2 separate regions of the Sus scrofa genome follow, and region 2 is linked to region 1. A link is a contact called in public Hi-C data. All regions are on one chromosome and are shown on one strand. Each heading gives the region's core, a stretch centred on a gene start, on an enhancer-like site or on the middle of the called end of the contact. The rest is flanking DNA. Distances are from core to core; before and after follow the strand shown.

What was found. A called contact is a pair of places that touch in the nucleus more often than the background predicts.
Region 2: a Hi-C map of epiblast stem cells shows a contact between it and region 1, with 3 times the contacts expected there. The contact joins the promoter of LOC110255906 here to the promoter of CHRNB1 in region 1. A contact is called at or near these places in 2 of 47 Hi-C or Micro-C datasets (embryonic fibroblasts and epiblast stem cells) and 1 of 2 datasets of contacts at active chromatin or transcription factors (alveolar macrophages).

Annotation. Positions count from the first base shown.
Region 1 is chr12:52,748,070-52,750,755 of Sscrofa11.1, forward strand. CHRNB1 (acetylcholine receptor subunit beta) reads left to right here and starts at 1,364. Exons shown (of 12, transcript XR_001300014.2): 1 at 1,364-1,515; 2 at 1,601-1,740; 3 at 2,302-2,346. It overlaps TMEM102 (transmembrane protein 102), which reads left to right. Exons shown (of 9, transcript XM_021067827.1): 9 at 1-1,257. It overlaps FGF11 (fibroblast growth factor 11), which reads left to right. Exons shown (of 5, transcript XM_013981311.2): 5 at 1-1,262.
Region 2 is chr12:53,090,287-53,092,972 of Sscrofa11.1, forward strand. It overlaps LOC110255906 (collagen alpha-2(V) chain-like), which reads right to left and starts at 1,372. Exons shown (of 4, transcript XM_021066316.1): 1 at 1,203-1,372. The coding sequence starts at 1,372. The region is part of intron 1 of KDM6B (lysine-specific demethylase 6B); the gene reads left to right.

The DNA.
Region 1 (2,686 bases), core at 114-2,613:
GCTCATAGTAGGGAAGCTAGGATGGGGAAGGGGCCAGAACCATGCATGATTGGACCTGTGCCTGGGTTATGGGGATGTGAACACTTAGCTACCTCAGCAGGAATTCCTTCCAGGTCCCTTTTAAAGCTGAGGTCTTTAGGGTAACTGGTCTAGAATAAAAAAGACAAATGAGGAGTTCCCGTTGTGGCCCAGTGGTTAACGAACCCAACTAGTAACCATGAGGTTGGGGGTTCGATCCCTGGCCTTGCTCAGTGGGTTAAGGATCCGGCATTGCCCTGAGCTGTGGTGTGGGTCGTAGACACGGCACACGGATCCTGCGTTGCTGTGGCTCTGGTGTAGGCCGGCAGCTACAGCTCCGATTCGACCCCTAGCCTGGGAACCTCCATGTGCCGTGGGCGCAGCCCTCAAAAGACAAAAGACAAAAAAAAAAAAAAAAAAAAACAACCAAAAAACAAATGAGAGGAGTTCCCGTTGTGGCTCAGAGCCTAAGAACCCGCCTAGTATCCATGAGGATTCAGGTTTGATCCCTGGCCTCACTCAGTGGGTTGAGGATCCGGCATTGCTGCAAGCTGCAGTGTAGGTCACAGATGCAGCTTGGATCCTGAATTGCTGTGGCTGTGGCGTAGGCTGGCAGCTGCAGCTCCAATTCAACCCCTAGGCCGGGAACTTCCATATGCCGCGGGTACAGCCAAAAAAAAAAAAAAAAAAAAAAAAAGACAGATGGAACATAGCCACACCCCCCTTTGCCACAGCAATGAAGTGATACCAGTTCAGCAATAAGTCCCATCCCTTGCCCCTACAGGTCAGGCCACGGAGGGAGGGTGAGGGCCTCTTCTCTAGACCTCATACATCCCAGAGCTTCTTCTGAGTAGAACTTGCTTTATTTTACAGCCTATAATCTCAGCTGGGTTTTGGGTACCCAGAAAGGGCCTGACTAGATTTTTCTGAAAAATATGGAGACCTAAGGGCAGGCCTGAAAAAGATCAGAGGTCAGCAGAGAACTAGGAGGGAGGCTCTGAGTAACTTCAGACCTGGGCAAGGAAGACTGAGGGGGCGCTAAAGGGAGGGCCTGGGGCTCAGAGGCAGGTCACTTTTCCTCAGGCTCTTTCTACTTCTGGCTTGTTGCAAGAGGGGTGGATGCTCCCCTCACCCACACAGAACCCCGCTCAGGCTCCACCCATCTCCTGGCTCTGCTCCCCAGGGACCGGGTCTCCACTCCATGCTTTCTCAATTAAAGATTAAAGACGATTTATACAACTGAAGTGTTGTCTGTCATCTGTAGGTGGCAGGCATTGGCAGTTGCTCGGGAGAGATCAAGTCCCAGGGGCGGGGCGGGTGGGCTGGCGGCTGCCCCCCCAATAACAGGTGCACATTCCTGGGCGCCTCGTCACTTCCCCTGCACTGGTTGTCTCAGCGGCTCATCCAGCGAACTCACTGAGTAAGGCGGGCTGGCTATGACCCCAGGGGCGCTTCTGGTGCTGCTGCTGGGGGCGGTGGGGGCGCCGCTTGCCCCGGGTAAGTCTGGGCCTCAGAGGGGCAGTGACAGGGCCAGAGGTCGTGGCCCGGTACCAAGGCCTCACTTCGTGCTCTCCTCCTCCAGGAGCCCTCGGCTCGGAGGCGGAGGGCCGACTCCGCGAGAAACTTTTCTCGGGCTATGATAGCTCCGTGCGCCCGGCGCGGGAGGTGGGAGACCGCGTCGGGGTCAGCATTGGTCTCAGCCTGGCGCAACTCATCAGCCTGGTGAGGGCGCACGCGGGGAGTTGAGGTCTGGCCCACTGGCCGGCTGGGGGGCGTGGCTTTAGGCGGGGTGGGAATCCAAGGATGGCTGGGGGCGGGGCCTGGGGCGAGGCCAGGCTGGGAGACGGACTGGCCCTTAGCGGCGATTGGGTTGAAATCGGACCAATGGACAAGCTGTGGGCGTGGCTGCAGGAAGGGTCGGGGTAGAGCCGGTAGGGTGGTGATCCCGGAGCTCGGGCCGAGGGACGGGCCAGAGGGCGGACCTTGAGGCGGGGTCACAGGCTGGGGCGGAGCTTGTGCCGGACAGGGTCCATAAACAACAGCGGGGGGAGACTCAGGCCGGCGGGTGTGAGAACTGGTAGGTGAACTGGCTGGCGGTAGGACCACAGGAAGTCCGCGAGATAGAGGCGGGGCCTAAACTAACACAGCTTATGGGAGGCGGGCCTTGGACCCAAGAGGGTGGGATTCAGAAAAAGAGGGAGTTTCCAGGGGGAGTTTGACCCACTGAGCCCCTTATTTCTCTGCAAATACATCACATCTACCCTTTAAACTTTTCCCTTCTAGAACGAGAAGGATGAGGAGATGAGCACGAAGGTCTACTTAGATTTGGTACGGACATCCCGTAGGGTGGGAGAGGGTGTCCTGCTGCCTTTACAATTTCCTCGAATCTCCCCGCCAGTGAGAACATTTTTTGCATCACATTTATACCTGAAAATGAAGTTTCAGGAAACAATACCTATTTGTATGACGGGCGGTGCACTCCATGCATTTTTTCATTATTTTATTTTTTAACCCTGCTTTGGGGTCCTTTTACTCCCAACCCATTCAAGGGCCGCTAATGCAGTTTGAAAACCACTGTGTTGGAGGCGAGCCAGGGCAACTCCATCACATTTACAGAATGAAAAATTGGGGCCCAATGAGAGGGAAGGGAAAAGCAACAGACAGGGTC
Region 2 (2,686 bases), core at 122-2,621, 340 kb after region 1:
CCAGTTCAGCCCTGACCTTAGTCAGTGGCACCTCACGCACACCCCCAACAGTGAGGAAGCGAGTCAAGAAACTGTATTAGATTGTATTAGGAAAGTCAGGGCCTTTATTCTGTGTCGGTGGGTAGATCTCACTCTTGAAGGAAGGGGACTCACTTGATAGCTATGGTTTCCCCTTCTCTGTTAAGTCCTGGGGTTGGTTATGGTATTGGATACTGGTTTCTCTTATTGTATACCTTAGAATTCGGGCTGTCAGATCAGACCTGGATTCCATTCCTAGCTCTGCCACTTCGTGGCTATAAGTACTTGGAAAGGTGACCACCTCTCGGAGCCTCATAGTCTTCATCTGGAAAATTTAAATATCAATACCTACCTTCTAGGCTGTTGACTGGGAAAAACAAAATTATTTATGCAAAGCATTTAGCACAGTCCCTGGCACAGAATGAACACTGAATGAACGCTTGTTATGAAATGCTTGTTCTTGTTAAATGTTGTTAGTTATTATTTTACTATTATGGTTGGTAAGCCTGCTTCCAACTGACCATGATCTTAGGAATGGAGAGTTTGTGTTAATTTGGTAGGTGGGGGGAGAGGGGTTTGGGGATTAGCTTCCACTGCATTGTGCACTTTATTTGATGAGGGCTTTAGTCAGATTTGTATTGCTTTCTTTGGGATTATTTTTTCCCCCCCTTCTTGAAGAAGAGACAGCTCAGACTATTCCTCTGGCTGTGAAAATAAAATAATTGTATTGTGGTTCTCGATTTTTGAGCAAGACCCCAATCCCCTCCCATGTTCTCTGGAGCCTTTCAATTTTGCAGAGGGACTCCACGGTTTCCTTTGCGGGGACAGGGCTGGCCGAGGGGTGTGTAAAAGGCTCGGGTGGGTGGGTAGAGAGACCAGTGCTGGGGGCTGGGGGGGGGGCGGGTAGTTGAAGGAAGAGACCGGAAGGGAGGAGGAGGGAGCCTGCTGGTGGGGAGGGAGGGAGGGGAGGAGGAGGTGGAGGAGGAGGAGGAGGAGGAGGAGGAGGGAGGGGGTTGGGGAGAGCCTGCTACAGTTCTTTGTTTGACTCCGGGACTCAGGGACGGGGAGGAGGAGGGAGGGAGGCAGAGGCTGCAAGCGCCGGGGCAGGCCCAGGAGGCAGAGGAGGGACCGTCTCCCCCGCCCCCCCAGCCCCCACTCCCCCCCTGCTGCTCCCCCCTCCCTACCCGGACTCCGGGGGCACCGCCGGGGGACAGACACCCAGCAGGTAACCCCGGCCTGGCTCGCCCTCCCTTCTCGGATTTTCCTCCACACCCTCCCGGCTGACCCCTTTCCCCGGTTCCGTCTCCCCGTCGCCCCCGGCCTTGCCGCTTTCCCCCGGCCCTCCTCGTTCCATCTCCCCCACTTGGGCTGGTCACCCGCCGGCCGCGCCGCCGTCTCGTGCAGCCTGACTCCCTTCCCGTCGCCCGACAGCCTGTGCGTCCCAGGTCTGCCCGCGGCACCTTTCGGGGCTCTGTCTCGCTGCTTCTCCTGGCTTTGCTTTCCTTCCGACCTGTCCCCTGGGGCTCTGAGGAAGGAGGGAGTCCCTGTCCTTTTCTCGCTCCCCCAGTTCCCCGCCCCCCAACTCTGGCCCCCTTTCTCCTCTAGCAGTCTCTAGGGGTGGGGAGAGAACCGGAATTTGGGGGGCCCTCTGGAGGGGCAAGGGGCTGTGTGTCGTGGGGGAAAGGGGCTGCGAGTGTACGCGGGGTGGGGGCGGGGGCGGTTAGGGACCCGGCTGCCTCTCTGTTGTCCCTTTAAATGGCCCTCACATTTCTGGGGACTCGTGGGGGGGAGGTGGCAAGCTGCCTGCCTGGGGGGCAGGGCCCTCAGTTCATCCACACCATCAGGGGTGGTAATGATTTAAAGGGACAGCCTCGGTGTGGCCGCTGCCACCCTGCGCCAGCGGGAGGGGGAGCCGAGCCGGCAGACCATGTCTGGGGAGGCTTGGCCGGTGAGCAGGGCATTTGAGGCTGAATCTTTTGCGAGGCCTGCCAGGTCTGGGATCGGGCTGCAGCTGGGACCTGCAAGGAGGGCTGACAGCCTGCCTGGGGGGGCACTCAGCGTGGGCCTTCTCCAGGGCCCCACCTTTGGGTTCATGGAGTCCTTGGCCAAGAATCCATGAGTCTAAACTACAGAGCCTGTTGGCCACCAGGTGGGGGCCACTGGCAGGTCTGTGGGTCAGCAGCCTGGCCTGGGCACACTGGAGCTGGCCCTTCAGCTTTTCCTTTTGTTGTTTGGCTCTGTGCACAAGAAAGCCGCGGCCCCTCCCCCAGCTCCCCCTTCCCGTCCACATGCCCCCCCCCACCACACACACCCACCCCAGCTGTTGGACAGATGAATTACAGCCTCCGGCTTGGGGCCAGAGCTGGTGAGGGATTAAAGCTCTGGGGCTGGCCCTTTAAACGGCTGTTGGCCCCTCCCCCACTCTGGTGTCCAGACACCCCATACACACCCCGCTGACCCCCTCGGCTGCCCCTCACTCCTCCTCTTAGTCTGTCCTAAGGCCTGCCACTCCCCTCTCTGTAGGCTAGACCCTCCCCAGCTTCCCTTTCTCCCTCAACACAACCACATATACAAATGCTACAGACTACACACACATAGACTCTCGCTCACTCACTCCCTGGTCTCACATTCTGAGCGTCCCTGTCCTGGAGGGATCCAGCCTCAAGCT